Linked DNA regions of Sus scrofa: region 1 is linked to region 2. The links are chromatin contacts, called in public Hi-C maps. All regions are on one chromosome and are shown on one strand. The core of a region is the stretch at or near the end of the contact, and the rest is flanking DNA. Distances in the headings are between cores, read along the strand shown. Region 1 holds the start of ASIC1 (acid-sensing ion channel 1). Region 2 holds the start of AQP6 (aquaporin 6).

Region 1 (5,684 bases), core at 2,627-5,126, 77 kb after region 2:
TACAGTTTGCAGAGAAAGTGAGGCTCAGACAGGTTAAGTAACTTCCCCAGGACTCCACAGAGCTGGTGTGACAGAAGTAGGATTTGAACCCAGGTCAGCATGATGCCAAAGCCCTGGGTGGGCCCTAGCCTGATGCCTGACGCAGCGGAGGGAGGGGAGGAATGTCTCCAGGCCTATTTCTCTCTCAGCTGCAGTGCGGAAGGCACACTGAGGTCTAGGCACAGCGTGGGGAACCAGGAGGGGGGAAGTATGGACAAGAATCTGGGGTGGGGGCTGCAGAGTTAGGATCTACCAAGTCCTGAAAAGAGGCAGGTGGGCCCAGAGAAGCTGAAAGGAGCAGCGTGACACCAATCACTGTCTCGATCGCTCAGGCGTCTTTTTTGTTTGTTTGTTTGCTTGCTTTTTAGCGCTGCTCCCATGGCATACAGAAATTCCCAGGCTAGGGGTCCAATCGGAGCCGCAGCTGCTGACCTACGCTGCAACCACAGCGATGCAGGGTGCAAGCCACATCTGTGACCTATATCTCAACTCGTGGCAACATCAGATCCTTAACCCACTGCGCAGGGCCAGGGATCAAACCTGCATCCTCATGGATACTATTCAGGTTTGTTACTGCTGAGGCACAACAGGAACTCCCTCAAGTGTCACCTTACAAAGCCACCTTACCTTTTTCCTCATTCCTGCAACACAAACCCATCAGTATGACTTGCCCCTCTGCCTCTTGACGCTGGCCTACCCCTCAGTTTCAGCCTTGGTTTTTGCACTGGAGTCAGTTGTCAACTCATTCATCTCTCCTTTGACACTGAGAAAATTTGGCCCGTGTCTCCAGGGCCAGTCCTGGGGCGGGACACAGGAAGAGCCTCAGGGGATGTTTGCTGAAATGTGCAGGGGCGGGTGTGTGTGCGGGGTCCATCTCACCTCTAATGAAGAAGAAATAATAGCATAAGGGACTCAAGTTGTGCATAAGAAAGAACTTCTAGGAGTTCCCACCATGGCTCAGTGGTGAGCGAACCTGACTAGCGTCCATGAGGATGCAGGTTCAATCCCTGGCCTCGCTCAGTGGGTGAAGGATCCGGCATTGCCTGAGCTGTGGTGTAGGTCACAGACGCGGATCGGATCTGGTGTTGCTGTGGCTCTGGCGTAGGCCAACAGCAACAGCTCCAATTAGACCCCTAGCCTGGGGACTTCCATATGCCACAAATGCAGCCCTAAGAAGACAAAAAAAAAAAAAAAAAAAAAAAAGAACTTCTAAGCCGGAGGCTGCCAAACAAGGAATCATAACTGAAGCCTGGATCCACACCTATGGATTCTGAAGATCAAGTTTTTTCAAGACTGGCTGCTATATAGTAAAGGTCTTGAGAAGCTGGGAAATCTGGCCCCACCCCCAGAGATTCTGAGTTAATTGGTCTATAGTGGGGCCACAGCAGCAGCAGTTGAAAAAGCATCCCAGGTGACTCCAACGTGCAGCCTGGGCTGAGAACCGCTGTCAGATTTTGCCCCGATTTGGCTGCACTGATGGTCTTACCACTAGCTTCAAACACTAATGCTAATAGTAATTGTTACTACTTATTGAGGACTTACTAAGTACAAGTTAACGGGCTAAGCACTTTATAGGCATTAGCTCATGCAATTTTCAGAAATTCCTGTGAAATAAATATTATCCCCATCTTACAGATGAGGAAACTGAATTCAGAGAGGTCAAGAGCCCTGCCCTGGCTAATGAATGGCAGGGCCAAGCCTGGAAGCTGAGGTTGCCTGATTCACATTCTTATCTTCCCCCAGACTTCTCCTGAGGCTGCTCCTTGGCCTCAATCAGTCCTTGCCTGCCTCCACCTCACCTCATCACCTTCTTTCCACCCCCGCTGCTCCCTCAGTAACATCCCAGGTGACTGAAGCAATTTGCAGCCATTTGAAGAACCTCCATGTGTCACTCAGCCTGCAAGGGTGGGGGAGTTAGAGGAATTACAGATGCTCCAAAATGGTCCACCCCTCCTCCTGAGGACGCTTGGAATTCAGGAATCAGACTCTGCCCAATGCCTCCTCACCCCCAGGCTTGGAACCCTCGCAGGCGGAAATCCCACTCCCCAATACCCTCCTTGGGTTGATTTTAAGTGCCTGGGAGAGTGCTGCCACCCAGTGGCTGCCCAGTGATACGGCAGTCCTCGGAACAGCCTGGTGCTGCTGGACAGCTCCCCAATTGAAGACAAGAACCTAAGATCCTCCCTTCCTTATGGCAGCGCCTGCCCAGGCACCTGGTAAATGGATCCCACTCTCCCTCCTCCGCAGTCCTAAACCTACACTCCCTCTAGGGATCTTCAGCTCCCTTCCCTGGCTTCCTGTGTGCCCCCCGCCCCCAACCCCTCACAACTTCTCATCCAACTTCTTTCCACTGTGCCAGCCCCTTTTCATTACGGGTTCTTCATTCTCACTTAAAGCCCTGGGAACACACCTCTCACCTTCGTCTCCCAGAGTGGCACCAGCCTGGAAGTAGAGTGAAGGAGTGGCTAGAGATAGAATTTTGGTCCCCCACACCCCCTTCCTCATCACCTGACACCATCAGACCTCAACAGTCTTCGTGTTGAGAGCCCCTAATGAGCATCAGCAAATTAACAGCTTCGCTTTGATTGCTCCTTCTCTGTTAATTGGGTAGGGAGGGCCCCCCAAGGCCTCTCAGAGAGAAGGAGGGAGGGAAAAGGAGAGAGGTGAGAGCTAGAGGAGAAGCACCCCCCACCCCCCCGCGCGCCTGCCCCCAGGTCTGGTCTCAGTGCCTCAGAATTCTGCTCCACCCCTGAGTACAGCTCCCGGTTCCATCCCTTCCTCATCCTGTTCACCCCCCAACCCTATGTCCTCCCACTGCCCCTTCCTTTCTCTTTCCCTCTTTCTTGACTTCTCTCCAAATTCTCTTGACCTCTGGCTATTTCTCCTTCTCTCTGCTCCTTCTTTAGAGGTTTGGTAGTAAGGAGATGCAAACATGCCCCCCCCGCCCCCACCCCAAGGCAAGGCCAAGGCTCAAGGATAGGGTTTGGGTGGCCAAGCCTGTGTGTTTGTTTACATATGTACATGTGTGTATGTGTCACATGTAGGTGGGGAGCAGGGACAATGAGAACAGGTGAATATTTCTAAGCTCTTGAGTTCCTGCCCTATGCGCCAGGCCTCTGAGGTGTGTGGGTGTCTGTGGAGGGTGCGTGTGGCTGTGAGTGCCATGGTGTGACTCTGGTCTGTATATATGTCTGTGTCTCCAAACGGGCAAGTGCTTGAATCAGTCAAGTGTGAGTCGGAGCTTGCTTGTGTGTGTGTGAGTGTGTGTGCGTGCGCGCGCGCGCATACGCGTGTGTGCCACCAGAGGAAGCAGCAGCAAGAGGAAGGAGCATCGATCCGAAGGAGACAGCGCGGGGAGGGGGACGCTGGGGGCAGACACCTTCCCTCCCCGGCGCGCGCGCGTGCGCGCGCGTACATACACACACTCACACATCACAGTCACACACACAAGCCATAGGGCCTCGCGGACAGGGAGACTGCTCCGGGACTGGAGGGAGGCAGCAGCTCCGAGAGCGGCTGGGAGGAGGGGACGAGGCAGCGGGGGGAGCCCTCGGTCCCGCTCCCCGTTCCGGGGGCCCCGCGCGCACACGAGCCCAGAGACACCCTCGCAGACACTCGTAGGCGCGCACGCGCACCCTCTCCCCTCCCCCTTCGCCTCCCCTCCCGCCGCCTCCCGGCCGGACGATGGATCCCTGCAGATCCCAGGGCTGAGAGCACCGCGTTCCGCGCACCGCGCACCGCGCCGAGCCCAGGCGGACCGAGCCGAGGCGAGCGAGCGAGCGCGCGCGGCGGGCGGACGGAGCCGAGCCGAGCCGGGCCGGGCGGGCCGCTCCCTGCAGGGCTCTGCGCGGCGTGCCGCGGCGGCCGCCGGCTCCCGCTCCGGGCCATGAGCCCCTCCGCGGCTCGGCGCTGAGCCCGCGTCTGGCCCCGCGCCCCAGGACCCGCCGCCGGTTGCCGGGTTCCCGAAGCCCCCTCAGGTGGGTCTCCGGTCCCCCCGCTTTTGGCTGCGGGACTCCCCAGCGCCCCGAAGCCAGGACTTTCCTCCCCTCTCGCTTTCCCCGGCTGCCGGGGCGTCTCAGCGGCTGGGGAGGGGGGCGGGGGCCGAGCAGGGGATCCGGCTGCGTCGAGAAGCTAGACTCAAGGCGTGGGGGGGCGGGGGTTGCGTCCGGGGCGAGGACAGCTCGCTGTCATAGGGAACCGCGCCCCCCCACCCCATGCCTGGGCATCCACCTCGGGCTGCCCTCTACCCCCCACCCCCCCACCCCAAACATGCACACAGACAGCCTGCGCCGATCTGAGGACTGGAGCCGCCAGCAGGTGAGGACTCAGCCTGGGCCCCTCCCCACCTCCCCCCCCCCGGGGGGTGGGGTGGGGGTTGTGGCCCAGGTTTAGCTCACGGGGACAAAAGCTCAATCCTGGGAACACCCTTGCCCAGGAACTCCTGACCCCGGATTCGGCCCATCTGGGGGAATTTGCGTCTCCGGGCTGGGGTGGACATTCCTGTCCCAGAGTGACCCCACATCTGGAAGGAACTCCTGTGCCTGCCTGTGGGAACATTGGGACTTCCCTCTCGTCCTCGGATGACTACATCTGGGGTCTCCCCTGGCCCCGGAGGCTTTCCCGGGAGAGCATTCTTTTGGCCTGAGTTGACCCCCAAGCCCCTGCCTTTGGAGAAAACCTCTTCTGGGAGTATGACCCCTGGCCAGCCACCTCGGGGCTTGCACACCCGAGAAGCCTCCTGCCCCAGAGGCAGTGACCTCTGGAGATGGGGATTCCGGCTGGACACATTTGGAGGGACGCCATGTGTACTCTTACCCCAGGACAGTGACAGACTCCCCCACCCCCCTTTCCCCCAGGATCCCCTCGGCCAGGATGGAACTGAAGGCTGAGGAGGAGGAGGTGGGTGGCGTCCAGCCGGTGAGCATCCAGGCCTTCGCCAGTAGCTCCACGCTGCACGGCCTGGCCCACATCTTCTCCTACGAGCGGCTGTCTCTCAAGCGGGCTCTCTGGGCCCTGTGCTTCCTGGGCTCGCTGGCCGTGCTGCTGTGCGTGTGCACCGAGCGTGTGCAGTACTACTTCCACTACCACCACGTCACCAAGCTCGACGAGGTGGCTGCCTCCCAGCTCACCTTCCCTGCCGTCACGCTGTGCAACCTCAACGAGTTCCGCTTTAGCCAAGTCTCCAAGAATGACCTGTACCACGCTGGGGAGCTGCTGGCTCTGCTCAACAACAGGTGGGCGGCTAGCACCCACCCCTGCTCCCAGACGCCCGAGGGGGTGCTTCCTCTCTAACCCATCATACAGCTCAGACAACCCTGCCCTCCAGCGCCCCCCCACTCAAACCTGCCATTCACAGCGAAGGAATTGGGGTCCTGCCAAGCCCTCGATTAAGGGCACCTAATCTCTGATCCCAGTACGGTTCCAAACAGCTCTGCCCCTATCCAGCCTGAGTTGTGAGACATCGTTCCCCCCTTTAGAGTGACTTTTGCCCACCGTTCTGCCACTGTGTCTCAATTTTCTCCTCACTCGGGGGATGGAAGCAAACCATCTTTAAACTATAGTATAAAAGCCATAGTTCTTGCCTTGATCTCTGCCCCCCCCCCTTACCCATGTGCTGAGATGCCCAGCCTCTGGGCAGCCACTGC
Region 2 (5,204 bases), core at 776-3,275:
GTGGGTTAAGGATCCGACATGGCCATGAGCTGTGGTGTAGGTTGCAGATGCGGCTTGGATCCCAAGTTGCTGTGGATGTGGCGTAGGCCAGCAACTGTAGCTCCAATTCGACTCCGAGCCTGGGAATTTCCATAAACCACAGGTGCAGCCCTAAAAAGCAAAACAAACCAAAAAAGCCAAAAAAACCCCAGATATTCATTGAGCATCTACTATAGGCTTGAGCTAATCCCTGTGCAAGAGGTTATATGTAGGGATGAACAAAACTTGGTTCCTGGCCCCTAAGGGGCTCACCGCCTCACTGGAGAGATATGCTAACACCTTGACAACACCCGATGGTGACTGCGATATACCAATATGGCCAGGTGCGGTGGGAGCCCACAGAGGGGGCCTCACCCAGGAAAGGGAGAGGTGACATCAAATCTGAGCCTTGTGAATAGATTAGGATGCACCTAAGCAAAGAATTGGGATGGGCTCTCCAAGGGGAGACCAGCATGGAATGTTCCAGAACCACTGGCCATTTGGTGAGGCCAGAGGGTAAAGGCCAAGGCAAGAAGTGGGGAGAGGTGAGGAAGGAGGAGTAGGATCCCAGAGGACCTTGTAGGTCAGGCACAGAGCTCACAGAGGGGACCGGAGGCTTTGAAGGGATTTTAGCAGGAGCAGCAGGATCAGATTTGCATTTCGAAAGATCACTGGGGCTGCAGTGTGGATAATTGATTGGAGCCGAGCAAGGGAGAAACAGAGAGGATGGTTAAAGGCTGCAGGGCAGCGGGGGGTGAGAAGAAGGCACAGTCACGAAATATTGAGGATTCAAAATCAGTAGGACTTGACGCCCTAACTGGACAGGAGCCAGAGGGTGAGGTCAACGATGCTCCCCAGGTGCCACTGGGCAATCTGAGGACAATGGGAGCCCTGGGCTCAGGGCACGGGGAGGGATGAGGATCTCATCCTGAGACAGGTCGAGTTCAGAAGCCAGAGGACACCAGGGCACAGCCATGGGGCAGGGAGCTACAGCCCGGCCCAAGGCCTGGGCACCCAGGTGTGGTTAAGAGGTGAAGATTGTATTATCTTAACAGCTCGGCAGGTTCTTCTTAGGGAGAGAATATTCTGTTTGAGAAAAGACCTTGATAGGCTGCTGGGAGTTAAAGGGCAGAGCTTAGGATGTGAGAAAGACTGTGTTGCCGCAGGGCCGGAGTGGGGATGATGGCAGGGGAGGCATAAAGAGGCAGAAGTGGTGAAGGGCTGGTGGAAACTCCCTGCTGCCAGCAGCAGAGGCACCCCCTGCCATGGGTATCACCGACTAGCTGTGGAATAAACCCCCTTTCATCTGCCCCCTCTGCAGCCCCCCAGGTTCAAATCATATCCAAGTTGCTTCTGTTCACACCTGCTTTCAGTGAGTACGGGTTCAGTGGGAATGGATGAGAGAGCTTGACTCCCATCTGGGCTTATGAGGCACGGAATAGCGTGAGCCCATTTGGAGGCCAAGCCTGAAGGCAGAGGGGGCTAGGAGAATGGGAGCCACGGAGAATGCATAGGGCCCTCGGAAGCAGGCCTTGGACTTGGGGATCCGAGTGATCTTGTGCTAAGCTGACATGAAGATGGGAGCACCTCGGAATCCCAGGCCCAGCACCACTCCCACACCTGCAGCTCTCAGGCTGGGCTTCTGCCTGCAGCAGAGTTAGGTCTGTCCAGCTTGGAAAACTCCTGGGACGTTCCGGCTGGGTGCCTGGGGACGTCCCCCCCTCCTCTGGCTGTCAGGTGAGCTGAGGGTGGAGCGGGCATGTGAGCGCCACCCCTCGGGTCACTCCCGCACCCCCCACCCATGCAGACACATATAACCTTGTCAGCCCACTGCCTGCAGGTCTGACCAGCACAGTCCTCTGCTGACAGCACAGGGAGGGAGCTGCAGGCCAAGGCCCGAGCTGCCCAGATACAGGAGACCAGAGGAGACAGGGAGATCAGAGGCAAGAGAAGGGGAGGCCCTGGGAACAAAGGAAACGACCGCCAAGGCCCCAGGACCTGGACACAATGGAGTTGGGCAGGCGCAGCTTGGCCAAGACGCTGGTGTGCCGGCTCTGGATGACTGTCAGCAAAGCTCTGTTTGCCGAGTTCCTGGCCACGGGGCTGTACGTGTTCTTCGGCGTGGGCTCAGCTCTCAGATGGCCCCTGGCCCTTCCCTCTGTGCTGCAAATTGCCATCACCTTCAACCTGGCCACGGCCATGATCGTCCAGGTCACCTGGAAGGCCAGTGGGGCCCACGTCAACCCTGCTGTGACGCTGGCCTACCTCGTGGGCTCCCAGATCTCCCTGCCCCGCGCTGTGGCCTATGTGGCTGCCCAGCTGGCGGGGGCCACAGTGGGGGCTGCTCTTCTTTACGGGGTCATACCTGAGGACATCCGAGAGACCCTCGGGGTCAACGTGGTAGGTGCAGCGAGGGGGAGGAGGCAGGTTCCTACAGGTGGAAAGGGGGGAGGGCTGGGCCAGAGGAGAGGGGACAGGGAGGCCACAGAGCACGAGCTCCACACCTGTTCTGGGCTGGGCCTTGGGCCCCAAGGAATGACTGTGGCCTTGATGCAGGCAGAGCAGACGTGGGATCCTGGTGCGGGGATTGGGGAAGCAGGCAGAAGCCACACTAAGGGGCAGAAGTCAGAGACGGGCCAGGCATTTAAGGATCAGAGTAGCCGGGGAGAGGTGGGGGACCCTGCACGCCCTTCCTCTCCCCAGGTCCACCCCACGTCCCCCACTCCTCTGTTTCCCCGTGTCCCTCCCTCCGCAGCACCCCGAGGCCTGTCTCACTCCTCCACATTCTTCTAATCAGCTGTGTTCCTCCTACTTCCCCAAGTCCCCACCTTCCGGTCCTGCCCACGGTCCCTCCCAGGCAGCCTGCAAACGTGCATCGCGCATCTCAGCTTCTCAGCCTCCCTTTCCCACCAGCCCCCAGCACCGCCTCGCCGCCCGCCCCCAACCGCTGGCCCCAACCAAGCCGAGTAGCAGCGGGAGGGGTACCACTCCCTTCTGCGGGGAGCTAGTGTCTGTGTCCGGCGGACCGGACCCACACCGCACAGCTCTCCCCTGCCCTTTAGCTTCTTGAGTCCTGGGGCGGGCGGTGCTGTGGTGTCCTGCCCCCTACAGCGAGGAAATGAGGCCCAGAGGGCCACCAGCCCCGGGCAGAGCCTGCTGGCTCCAGCCTAAGCCCCTCGCACAGGTCAGGAACAGTGTCTCGATCGGCCAGGCGGTGGCAGTGGAGCTGGTCCTGACCCTGCAGCTCGTGCTCTGTGTGTTCGCCTCCACCGACAGCCGTCAGGCGACAGGCTCCCCAGCGGCCACCATTGGGGCCTCTGTGGCAGTGGGCCACCTCATTGGGGTAAGGGGCAAAGGGGACGCCCTGCACATGCACCCACGGGTCCCTCCCTGGGGAGGCTGCCGGGACCCCGAAGGCCAGGAAGTGTCCCTCCCTGAGCCCCTCATGCCTTGGGGGCAAAGCTGCACCCCTCACTCCAGGCCCAGGGGAGGGTGCTGCAGGGGCCAAGCCTGGGGTGGGGCTCTGAGCTGGGGCGGAGGGGGCTGTCCTTCCCGGCCTGCCTTTGGCCTCCTCACACCCTGACCCGCACTTGCGTCTCAGATCTACTTCACCGGCTGCTCCATGAACCCAGCCCGCTCCTTTGGTCCTGCCATCATCGTTGGGAAGTTCGAGGTCCACTGGGTGAGACCCTCTGGCGGCAGCTAGCCGAAGGGAGACGGCCCCAGTGGCAATAGGGGCTTTCTTCAGCAGGGAGGCCACAGTCACTTGAGGGGACAAGTTCCCCTGCTACAGACCACCCTGACCTCCATCGGAGGTTTCCCTGAGCTCAGAAGACGAGGGCCTTTCTTTTCAGCTTCAAAACTCCAGGGTACCCTGTGGATTGCTAAGAAATAGGCCTGGGGCAGGAGCTGCAGCCTGGGTCCAGGCCTCAAGTCCTGGCTGTTTCCTCATTCACTTCCTCCAGCTGGACCAATTTCCAAACTTGGATAAAGAAAAAGACAAACAGAAATAGACACACACGCCAGCAGGGACAGGAACAGCACTGGCCAGGGTTCCAGGCTGGAAAGGCGGAGGCCAGAGGAGGGAGGCAGAGGTGGCGGGGAGCCTGGCCCAGCCCGGTGGGAGGCAAGGTCCCTTCACCTGTGGGAACTCAGGGTGGCGTGGGGTGGGGCAGGACTCCTGCTTCTCAAGTTCACCACCTTGTAGATAGCTCCAGGGGTCCTGGGAGACCAAGTCAAGCAGGTGGGGTCTCAAAGCTGCCCTGTGGTCTGAACGGTTCATGAGCAGGATGCCCACTTCTGCCTCCTCAGATCTTCTGGGTGGGACCCCTGACGGGGGCTGTCCTGGCTTCGCTGATCTACAACTTTATCCTGTTCCCTGACACCAAGACCCTGGCCCAGCGACTGGCCATCCTCACTGGCACTGCGGAGGTGGAGAAAGTGGAAGGGGAGGAGCCCCAGAAGGAAGGATCCCAGGCCAGTTCAGGGGACATGGAAATGGAGAGTGTGTGTCAGGTGGCCTAGAACTTGGCCCCTGCCCTCGAGCTTCTGAAATGTGCCCTGAAAGTGGGCAGCATGCTTGTGTAACCAGACTTCAGGTTTTCCTGGGGGGCGGGGGACTTGCAAGGTGGGGTAGGGAGGCTTGGCCCCTTGTCCTAGCAGGGTGGGCAGGGGGAATCCCTGGCATTCCATTTCTAGACGGGATCTGGGAATCCAATCTGCTCTGTTCCCTCCTCCTCCATATATATTTTTTCTTTTTGGCCGCAGCCACAGCATGTGGAAGTTCCCAGGCCAGGGATCAAACTCACCCCACAGCAGTGACCCGAGCTGCCTCAGTGACAATGCCAGATCCTTAACCCACCGAGCCACAAGGGAACTCCTCCTACATCTCTTTTAATGAGTCAGAACAGAGGGAGGCAGGGGAATCGTGATTGCCCTCCCTTATCTCATCTGTCTGGGCCCCATGGCAGGGGGGTGGTCCTGGGCCCCCAGACCCCCTTGTCTTGAAGAAAAGGGAATTTGAGCCTGGACAGCCACTCTGCTTAGAGATTGAGGGCTATGGGGATGTCAGGGAACCCCAGCCTCTCACCCCACCCTTGGGGAGAAGGGGCCAGTCTTCTCAGGAAAAATCAGGCCCTGGAACAGCTTCAGAGCTCCTTGGAGGGGTGCTTCTGCTCTTGGATGTG

What was found. Hi-C and Micro-C count contacts between places; a contact is called where the count stands out from the background.
Region 1: a contact with region 2 is called in a Hi-C map of alveolar macrophages, with 5 times the contacts expected there. The contact joins the promoter of ASIC1 here to the promoter of AQP6 in region 2. A contact is called at or near these places in 4 of 5 promoter capture datasets (fetal liver, fetal skeletal muscle and liver), 35 of 47 Hi-C or Micro-C datasets (adipose tissue, alveolar macrophages, blood and 18 more) and 2 of 2 datasets of contacts at active chromatin or transcription factors (alveolar macrophages and skeletal muscle).

What each region holds. Positions count from the first base shown.
Region 1 is chr5:15,961,206-15,966,889 of Sscrofa11.1, forward strand. It overlaps ASIC1 (acid-sensing ion channel 1), which reads left to right and starts at 3,877. Exons shown (of 12, transcript XM_021091640.1): 1 at 3,877-4,016; 2 at 4,896-5,273. The coding sequence starts at 4,912.
Region 2 is chr5:15,886,261-15,891,464 of Sscrofa11.1, forward strand. AQP6 (aquaporin 6) reads left to right here and starts at 2,026. Exons shown (of 4, transcript NM_001128467.1): 1 at 2,026-2,418; 2 at 3,203-3,361; 3 at 3,620-3,700; 4 at 4,330-4,545. The coding sequence starts at 2,026. The coding sequence ends at 4,542.